Linked DNA regions of Rattus norvegicus: region 1 is linked to region 2. The links are chromatin contacts, called in public Hi-C maps. All regions are on one chromosome and are shown on one strand. Each heading gives the region's core, a stretch centred on a gene start, on an enhancer-like site or on the middle of the called end of the contact. The rest is flanking DNA. Distances are from core to core; before and after follow the strand shown.

The links. Hi-C and Micro-C count contacts between places; a contact is called where the count stands out from the background.
Region 1: a contact with region 2 is called in a Hi-C map of the A7r5 cell line, with 4 times the contacts expected there. The contact joins the promoter of Fzd7 here to the promoter of Cdk15 in region 2. A contact is called at or near these places in 3 of 12 Hi-C or Micro-C datasets (the A7r5 cell line, Schwann cells and mammary epithelial cells).

The regions. Positions count from the first base shown.
Region 1 is chr9:68,423,387-68,428,238 of GRCr8, reverse strand. It overlaps Fzd7 (frizzled class receptor 7), which reads right to left and starts at 2,701. Exons shown (of 1, transcript NM_001271185.1): 1 at 1-2,701. The coding sequence starts at 2,339. The coding sequence ends at 621.
Region 2 is chr9:68,202,250-68,207,122 of GRCr8, reverse strand. It overlaps Cdk15 (cyclin-dependent kinase 15), which reads right to left and starts at 1,281. Exons shown (of 14, transcript XM_039084847.2): 1 at 1,153-1,281; 2 at 276-425. The coding sequence starts at 1,281. LOC134480372 (a long non-coding RNA gene) reads left to right here. Exons shown (of 2, transcript XR_010054790.1): 2 at 1,060-2,042.

The DNA.
Region 1 (4,852 bases), core at 1,452-3,951, 220 kb before region 2:
ACTTGAAAGGAGTAGGGAAGGAAAAACAGGCGGGAGGGGGTCCGGGAGGAGGACTGTAAGGGGTCTGACCCTGGAAATTAACCCATCTGGGCTCCAGTTTGGCCCCAGTGAAAAGAGATTATGGTTTGACCACCGCTTGACAAGGGCACCGCAGGGGGTCCCCATTTTGGCCACAAAGCCTAGGCTGCAGACAGAGCGGTATCCTCCCCCACCCTCACCCCCTCCCTCACTGGAGTGAGGACAGCCACTTGCCTTGCAGCAGGGGATTGGACTCACAACCCTGGCTCATCTCTGGTGCCTGACGAACTCAGTCTCTGATCTCAGCCTTTCCCTTAGACCCTAGCCAGCCCATGTCTTTCACAGTTAGCATCGTCCTGCAAGTCTTAGCCAGGAGTCTTTTCAGCCACTGCCTTCGCCTTTTCATTTGGGCCTCCTCTCAAGACCATCTCTCACCCCAAATTTCTTCTCACCTCCAAATAACTTCTCACTTCCAGATTAAAGCTCAGTGGAGGGGGCAGGGAGTTTACAGAAACAAGCCCCCCACCCAACAGTTCTTTCCCTACCATGCCTCTCCTCCTGCGAAAGAGTAGAAGTGGCAAGGGTGGGGTAAGGACCAGGGCTCATACCGCAGTCTCCCCCTTGCTGCTGTGGCTGAGTCTGTGGTAGAAGCGACGCCATGACTGCAGGGTCTTGCCCGACCAGATCCAGAAGCCGGTAGTGATGCCCACGATCATGGTCATCAGGTACTTGATCATGAAGACTGTAAAGTCGGGGCTCATGGGCGAGAAGTGGCCCGGGGGGCAGGGCACAGCGTAGCTCTTGCAGGTCTGCAGGAGCCAGGTGCGCTCCCAGTGCTCGCGGAAGGCCTGCTCGTAAAAGTAGCACGCCAGCACGATGGTGGCTGGGACCGTGTAGAGCACGCTGAAGACGCCAATGCGCACCATGAGCTTCTCCAGCTTCTCCGTCTTGGTGCCATCGTGCTTCATGATGGTGCGGATGCGAAAGAGAGACACAAAGCCGGCCAACAGGAAGGACGTACCGATGAAGAGGTAGACGAACAAGGGCGCCAGCACGAAGCCCCGCAGTGCATCCACACTAGACAGGCCCACGTAGCACACTCCACTGAGTAGGTCACCATCCACCTGGCCCATGGCCAAGATGGTGATTGTCTTGACCGCTGGCACAGCCCACGCGGCCAGATGAAAGTACTGCGAGTTGGCCTCGATGGCCTCGTGGCCCCACTTCATGCCAGCTGCCAGGAACCAAGTGAGGGAAAGAATGACCCACCAGATGGAGCTGGCCATGCCGAAGAAGTAAAGCACCATGAAGAGGATGGTGCAGCCCTCCTTCTTGGTGCCCTGCGCCACCGTGCGGTAGCCATCGTCCGAGAAGCGCTCCACGCACACGGCACGGTCCTCTAGCAGGAAGCCCGCCACGTGCGCCACTGCCACCATGAAGTAGCAGCCCGACAGGAAGATAATGGGTCGCTCTGGATAGCTGAAGCGACGCATGTCCACTAGGTAGGTGAGCACCGTGAAGAGCGTCGAGGCACAGCACAGCACTGACCACACACCTACCCAGAGGCGGGCGAAACGTCTCTCCTCTTCTTTAAAGTACATGAGGCCGTTAGCACGGCCTGGCTCACACGGGGCACCGCAGTCACGCTCGCCTAGGAAACGGTAGCCCAGGTAGGGGGGGACCTTGAGCTGACGCGGGCAAGAGAAGGGGAAAGACCAGCGGCCTCTGCCATCTGAGGGGGACATCGCAGTGAAAGGCGGGTCTGGCAGGTAGGGAGCAGTAGGGTAGGCGGTGGGACTACCGCCTGCGCCCCCGGAGCCGTCGGACGTGTTCTGCCCCACGCATATCTCGCCGGCGCCGTGCACCGGGAAGTTCTCGCAGCGCAGCCGCTCCGGCCACTGGAAACCGAACTTGTTCATGAGCGCCTCGCAGCCCTGTCGGGCGCGCTCGCACAAGGAACGGCACGGAGGAATGGCTTGGTCGAGCACGGTGCACACGGGTGCGTACATAGAGCATAAGAAGAAGCGCAGCTCGGGAGAACACTGCACCTTTACCAGAGGGTAGAACTGGTGCACCTCGAGGCCCGCGTCCTCTTGGTTCGTGTGGCCCAGCAGGTTGGGCAGGATGGTCTGGTTGTAGGCAATATCCGTGCACAACGGGATGGAGATGGGCTGGCAGAAGCCGTGGTCCGGTACCGAGATGCCTTTCTCGCCGTGGTATGGTTGAGCTCCGGTGTCCGTGGGCAGCGCGCCCAGAAGAGCAAGCACCAAGGCACAGAGGCCCAGGGGCGAGTGCGACGCCTCCGTGCCGGGGCCCCGCATCGCCGGCCGAGAGTGCAGCGGCGTTCTCAGCTGGAGGAAAAAGACGGGGCGCTGGGGAGCGGCTTGGATGCAGGGAGGCGCCGCCGCGCCCGGCGCATGAGAGTCCTCCCGGCGCCGGGGCCGGGCCGTGGGCGGCGCGGAGCCGAGGGTGCTAGGGTGCCTGCACAGCGGGGGCGAGGCCGCCAGCCGAGGGGGCGCCGCAGCCGCCTCCGCGTGGCACTCACGCGGCCTCCAGGGGTTCAAACTCCTGGGCCTGGAGTGGGGGGACCGAGGGGGGTGTCGCCTTACCCTCCCCGCCGAGACGTAACGGTGCGGCTTTCTCTGCGGCGACGAGCAACAAGCGTCTCCGGTTACCCTTCAAAGTTTGCCCAAGTTTCTCGAGCCCCGGGCGCACGCCGATACGCACGTCCCCTACACCAAGCCGGGCCTCCGCCAGGCCAGCGCCCAGCGTCCCCGCTTGCTCGCTCTGGTCGTCGCCTGGGTGCTGCTCCACCTTCTCTCCTTGAGGCCCCGCGGGCCACCGCTGCCGCCTCCTCTGATTCTGGAGCCTCCTTCAGTCCTAGGAAGGTCGGCCCCAAGTTTCAAGTCAAAGGGCTCGTTCTTGCTTTGAGTCCGATCGGTGCTCGGGAGGTAAGAGCTAGACAAGCTCGCTTTGGAAACGTAGTAGCGCGGAATCCGAAGCCCCTTCACCCGCAGTCGGCCTGCACCCGGCCTCTGCTGCCCCGCACAGTCCCAGCCCGCAACTCCCGGCGTCCGCCACCGCCCGCTAGGGAAGGAGTGCAGAGTAACGCCTGGGAGCTGCACTGGTGGCTAGAAGAAGCGTCGGGCTCGCAGGGCTCTGGGCCGCCCCGCCCCCTCCCCTCCCCCCATTCACAAACCACTCCGGGGGCGGGCCCGAGCCCTCTGGACGTCCAATAGAGCGCTTTGTTTTCTCTGTAGACGCCTTCCGATTGGGTGGAAGTCGGAAGGGGAGGCCGAGGGAACGAGGAAGGCGGTGCCTGAAGCGCTCTGGGCGGATTCCTGAGGGGAGGGGCGGAGAACTGAGAGAAAAGTTAGGAAAAACTTTTACCCAGAATTTGCTCAGGGGAGAAAAACGCACCAGAAAGGCAACTTGCTTGAAAGATTGGTTCCTCTTCCATGTACCCTAAAATACACATTCCCGAGCAAAAGGGGGCATTCGCTGAAGGCTTTGGCGAGAAGCTGAGAATAGCACAGTGCCAGGGCGGAGAGACGTGACCCAGAGTCACGTTAGCCTTGCCTGGCTGGCTAGAGCGGGAGGATTTTAGTTAGCATCAGTGTGGAGCGAGGAAAGGGTGCGACTAAGGACCGTTTTTTTCTTCCCATACCCCAGCCGACCATGTGAAGCCATAATCCCCTCTCCCTCCCCCAGTTACAAAAAGGGGGGCCGCCCGGAGGGAGAAACCGGAGTCGGCCGAGGGGCGGACTTGTGGCGGGAGGAAGTGCAGACCCTCGGAGGAGAGGGCCCAGAGCTGGGGGTTGCGCGGCACTCACGAGCCTGCCACCCCTCCCGGGCACACTGCTGGGAGCCTGGGATGCCCAAGAGGCTCTGGGGGTTTTGGAGAGCTCTAAGGCAGCTCTGGGGGAATGCTTATGAGAGTAACCTGAGACCGAGGGCCTCAGAACTCTCTGTATGATTTACAGAGCGCCTTCGGTTGCCCCGTTTCCCCTTCTTTCTGAGGTGTGTGGCCTCCAGAGAACCCATCTTCGTTGCAGAAGCAACCATTTGATCTTTCCATTTGGAATCTACATAGAAAAGTTTTAACGCGCGTTAGAAACCAGGGCATTTGCTAATTAAAGGGCTTTCGAGACACAAAGAGGGGTTATTTTCCTTCTGGGGTAGCGTTTTCTGATTGGCAAGCGTTCTTTTGTTCTTGGTCAAATCTTAACCCTGCTCCAGGCACTGGGCGCTCGTGCGCGTTGTCTGATTGCCCCGGACCGGTCGGAAGTTACTAAGGGGCCTCTGCCCTCTCCCAAGAGCCAGCATGAATACTATGAATTCCCATGCAGGGAAGTGACAAGTTGAATCGTTGAATCTGTCTCCGCAGTCTTACTATTTTAAACAACATTTTTTTCTGACTCAGTCCTTCTGCCTGTCTCAGTTGGGTGCTGGTGCTTGAGAGATTTTTGTACAGTTGAATGTTGAATGCCGGCAGAAGTAACTCCCTCTGGTACAGTTTCTCCATCTAGGAAAAGGCTAGATTCTGAAATCTAAGACAATCAATTGGATTTCCTTTTCTCGTAGACCTGGGCTTCTTCTAATTTTCTTTTATTTTATCTCAGAAGTTCGCTGAGCTCTTTCCTTCCACGTTAGAGTTCATCTTTTGTGCTCCTGTTAATGCGTCTGAAGAGCCCAGCCTCGTGGAACAAGGCAGTGTCAGAGAGTTGACACCCTCCATCCGGCTTGCAATAACAATCACCGTTTTCCTTCTAAGTTCAGTTTAACCTTCACACCAGTCCCCAGCAACCCCCCCCCATAAAGAATCTCCCTCAAA
Region 2 (4,873 bases), core at 32-2,531:
ATGTGTGTCTGTGTGTCTGTGTTCATGTGTGTGTGTGTTTTTGTGTGTGTCTATGCGCATGTGTGCCTGTGTATTCTGTGTTGTGTGTGTATGTCTGTGCGTTGTGTGTGTGTATGCCTGTGTGTGTGTTGTGTGTGTGTTGTGTGTGTCTGTGTGTGTATGTGTGAGAGCACATGCAAGCCCACACAGGCGTCCCTGGAAGGTGAAGGCTAGACTAGCTTCCCTAGACAGGCACCCATGAAATTCTCCTTGATGCCTGTCAGCGGTTCACTCACCCATGGCACCCCCTGCCTCAGATTCTCTTCCTGAAAAGAATCACTGTTACTCCGTGGCCTTTTACTCTCCAACTTCTGGACTCTGGCAGCCTGGAGTCCCCTGGGGTGAAATGAAGCCGAGGAACATGATGCTTCTTTTAGGTCTGTTAGCTGGAGGAAGAGGAAAGCACGCACACAATGTGTGCAGTCAGACTTGGTGGCTGGCAAGCCTTTTCTTGGTTTTTATTTGCCTGGTTTTGTTTGTTTGGTTCTGGTTTTTGCTTGTGTTGTTGCTGCTGCTGCTGCTGTTGTTGTTGTTGTGTAGGCTTCCTACCATGAAAGGCAGGTTTCCTGAAAGTCAGATCTTAGAGACAACCATGTATGGTACCAATTACTGAAATACTAAATTTTTCCTTCACCTGCACAGTTTAACCCAGTCTCTTTGAGGGTATTTTCCATTTTCCTCATTTAACTCAGTTTGCCCCATACCTGCCCACCTTCCTGGGTACTTAATGTAACACCTTAGAAGAATCTAGTTAGACACTGCTAATGATCACGAGCTAATTACTGAAACTGAGAATCCACAGTGGACCTACCGGTATGGCGGCTTGCCCTCTACAGTTCAGCCCTACAATTTAGTGGCTCAGAGATGTCCAGAGAAGAACCACTTTCTCTGTTTCAAGTCAAAAGAGGCCAAACCCAAGGCTTATTCCCCTCGTCTGGTTTACAAGTACATCCCCAAACTTGATAACTACAGTCATAAATCCTCTGTGACTTTAATAGAATTTTCTTTTTATGAGTTTAGACCTACCGCAGAGGAATCAGACCCTGCTACAAGAGGGAGTGTCTGTCTGAATCGCTTGGTTTACTAAAGATGCTCCTCCCGGGATACAAGTACCTCAAATACAGCAGGCTCCGAGGTGCTTCCAGGCTGGCTCCTCTGACAGCTGTGCGCCTCGCCTCCCTCCGAACGGTGGTAGCAACTGCATCCTGGCTGCCGGCTCTTTGCACACAGCTCTTGACCCATACTAGTCCAGGTTCAAGGAGAAAACCGGCACTTGAACCTCTTCCCATCCGTCTCTTCTCTCCTCATTCGCTCCCCGCTCTGCCAGAGGTCAGCAGAGTGGAGCTTTCGTGTGACTCACACGAGGGCTCTGCCTGGAGCAGCCTCATGACTTCAGCAGTTTTAGCTCATCAGTGCAAAGAACTATGCATCAGAACCGCAGCGGCTGGCGCTCATGTGTGCACACCCGAAAACAAGGAGGCTCTTACCGAGAGAATACAACTGGGTGCACCAGGAGGCTCTTACCGAGAGAATACAACTGGGTACACCAGCTTACCCCAGCCACCAGTCAGTTCTGTGGCTACACTCACTTTTCCAGAATTCGACTAGTGTCTATTGGGTTTCCCCTCGCTAAAGTGGTCATGCCGAGGGGTGTCTTATCCCTTGCTTTCCTGAAAGCCTCTTAGTTTTCAAACTTTTTTCTTTTGAGTCCTTGTCTCTCACAAGACTAGCCCAGCTAGCCTCCAAGTGGAGGTAATCCTCCTGCCTCAGTTTCCCCAGTCCGGGATTGCAGATGTGTGCCATCTGACTCAGATTGGTTTTCCAACATTCAAACGAGTGTGCCACCTAGCCAACTTTTAGAGTCAAAGGAACCAGAGAACGGTGGGGTGGAAAGGGAGCTGAGGATTCCTCCCTCTGCCTCCAAACAGAAGTCCATCTCAGTCTGACAGGGCAGTCATTCCTTCAAACACTATATAATAAATGCCTGTGTTGATAAAACTCTACTAACAGTGCAGAGTCAACGGTGGAGAGAGGAGTTTGAGCTGGGTATGGTGGCACATTTAAATATATATGTGTATATATATATATATATATGACATTACTTCTTTTTAATTTAAGATTTTATTTAATATTTATATGGATACACTGTAGTTATCTTAAGACACACCAGAAGAGGGCATCAGATCTCATTGCAGATGGTTGTGAGTCACCATGTGGTTTCAGGGAATTGAATTCAGGACCTCTGGAAGAGCAGTCAGTGCTCTTCACCACTGAGCCATCTCTCCAGCCCCCAGCCCTCCACCCCTAACCCCCGCCCCCACCCCCATCCCCTATTCCGTGACACAAATAACATGCACAACAATTTCTGTGAGAAAAAGGGCTAAGTCTGTTATCACAACAGTATCATGGATATTTAACAACCGAACTTTCAGACATTAAATCTTAACTTTTACGTGATTTAATTGTGGTGGTTTGAATAGGAATGGCCCCCATAAACTCATGCATTTGAAAGCTTGGCCCATAGGTAGTGGAACTATTAGGAGGTATGGCTTTGTTGGAGTAGGTGTGCCCTTGTTGGAGGAAGTGTTTCAGTGTAAAAGTGGTCTCTGAAGTCTCATATGCTCAAGCATAAGCCCCAGTAGAGCAGTCTCCTGCTGCCTGTGGATCAAAATGTAGAACTCTCAGCTCCTTCCCCGCTCCAGGTCTGCCTGCATGACACCATGCTTCTTGCCTTGATGCTAATGACTGAGTCTCTGAAGCTGCAAGTCAGCCCCACTTAAATGTTTTCCTTTATAAGAGTTGGCTGTGGTCATGGTGTTTGTTCACAGCAATAGAAACTCTAACTAAGGGAGCTGGAGAGATGGCTCAGTGATTAAGAGCACTGATTGTTCTTCCAGAGGTCCCGAGTTCAATTCCCAGCAACTACATGGTGGCTCACAACCATCTGTAATGGGATCTGATGCCCTCTTCTGGTGTGTCTGAAGACAATTAGACTGTACATAAACAAAATAGATAAATAAATCTTTCTAAAAAAAACCTTAAGACACTAACCTTGAGCATATATTTTAAGTTTTATTTCAAAATTGCTACAAGCAAGCAAGGTATGGGGTCCCTGCCTGTATGGTCAGCACTTGGGAAGCAAGCAAGAAGAGTGCCATGAATTAGAGGTCAGTCTGGGTTACAGAGTGAGTCTGTATCTCAAAACAAAGGCAAAAAGAGAAACAGATTGCTACATACGATCTAAGACAAGTCCATTCAAAGATTTACTAACATTTGAGACACTTAAAAGGAGAGAGATAGAAAGTAAGAGAGACCAATGATGCAAAAGGACAGGGAGTAGGCAGGAAAACAGTTAAACGTTTGACTGACATACAACTGAGGGAAATTATTTGTTATCACAATAAACTTTCACTTATTCATTACAATAAAATTTGTCAGAAATGCTAATTTTGGATCTGGTGAGATGGTTCATTGGGTAAATGTCTTTGCACCAAGTCTACTGACCTGACTTTGCCTTGAGACCCAAAGGTAGAAAGAGGGAACTGACTGCCTTTGGCAAGCTGTCCTCCGAGTGCGACATGCACGCCATGGCATATGCAACCTGCTGACTGTTTCCTCAAAGAAGATGGCAGATTTTATCATAGACAAATTACATCCTAACTGGATGTGGTGACACAGACCTGAGACAGAAGGATCCTGAGTCTCGACTACGTATTAAGACCTTACGAAAGAAGGAAGGAAAGAAAGAAAGAAAGAAAGAAAGGGAGGAAGGAAGAAAGAAAGGAAGAAAGAAAGATTAGATTAGATTAGATTTTAGACTGGGATGTGGGGAGTGGTGGGAGAGTATTTCACTCTGTAGCCCAGGCTAGCAGAACTCACTACGTAGCTCACAGAAGCCTTAGACTTGTGGCAAACCTCTGGCCTCAACTTCCCAATTGCCAGAATTACAGATGGCGTACCATATACCAAAGAAGTTTTAAAAATTCAAAATGGCCAGCATTTGTATAAGCTGAAGGGATTATGCAGTTAACTTACAAACATGAATAGAGGATTATTTTAATTAACTTCTCTTTGTGTGTGTGTGTGTGTGTGTGTGTGTGTGTGTGTGTGTCTGTGTGTGTGGAGTTGGCTTATTTCTGAAGGATTAAATTGTTATTTACCAACTAGAGAGGACACCTGAAGGGAAACTGTAAAATATTCTTCAGAATTCTCAAAATTTAACAATTCATGGTTTGCTGAAGGTCAAGGAGAAACATTGGATGCTTCTTTAAGATTATTTTTTAGCTCTGTGTCCAGAACAATCATTTTTGTTACCAGAGATTTCTGAAAAAGGACAGAGATCGAGATGACTTCCTTGCAAACTGCATCATAGCAGTTCGCACTTGAGACCAACCAACCAAACTGTGCCTTCTGTAGCCTGGTGGATATCCTAGGCCCTGTCCGCCTGGGGCTTGCACACTGTTGCTCCTCCCCCACACCCCCACGCCCGCGGAGAACTGCCCGAACGAAGCTCATGGAATTGAGAGCCCCCTCATCCGCCCCAGTGCCTGCCACCCCTTAAATGGACAGGCACGGACTGTAGCTCCATTCAGACTGCTGCAAGATCCCTCAGGCTAGCTCAGCGCGGCTCACTCTTAACTGCAACCACACCACCCCCCTACCCCGCCCCCGCGCTTCGTCCTCCCCCTCATCCCCCCACCCTTGCGCTACCCCCCCTCCCGGTCTTCCCTGGGCTTGCATTTACCGTCCCTCCTTTTTCTTCTCAGCCTCTTTCCAGAGAAGCTGGGTTGATACAAATGGTTCATCCATTCATTCTTTTACTTATTTATCTATC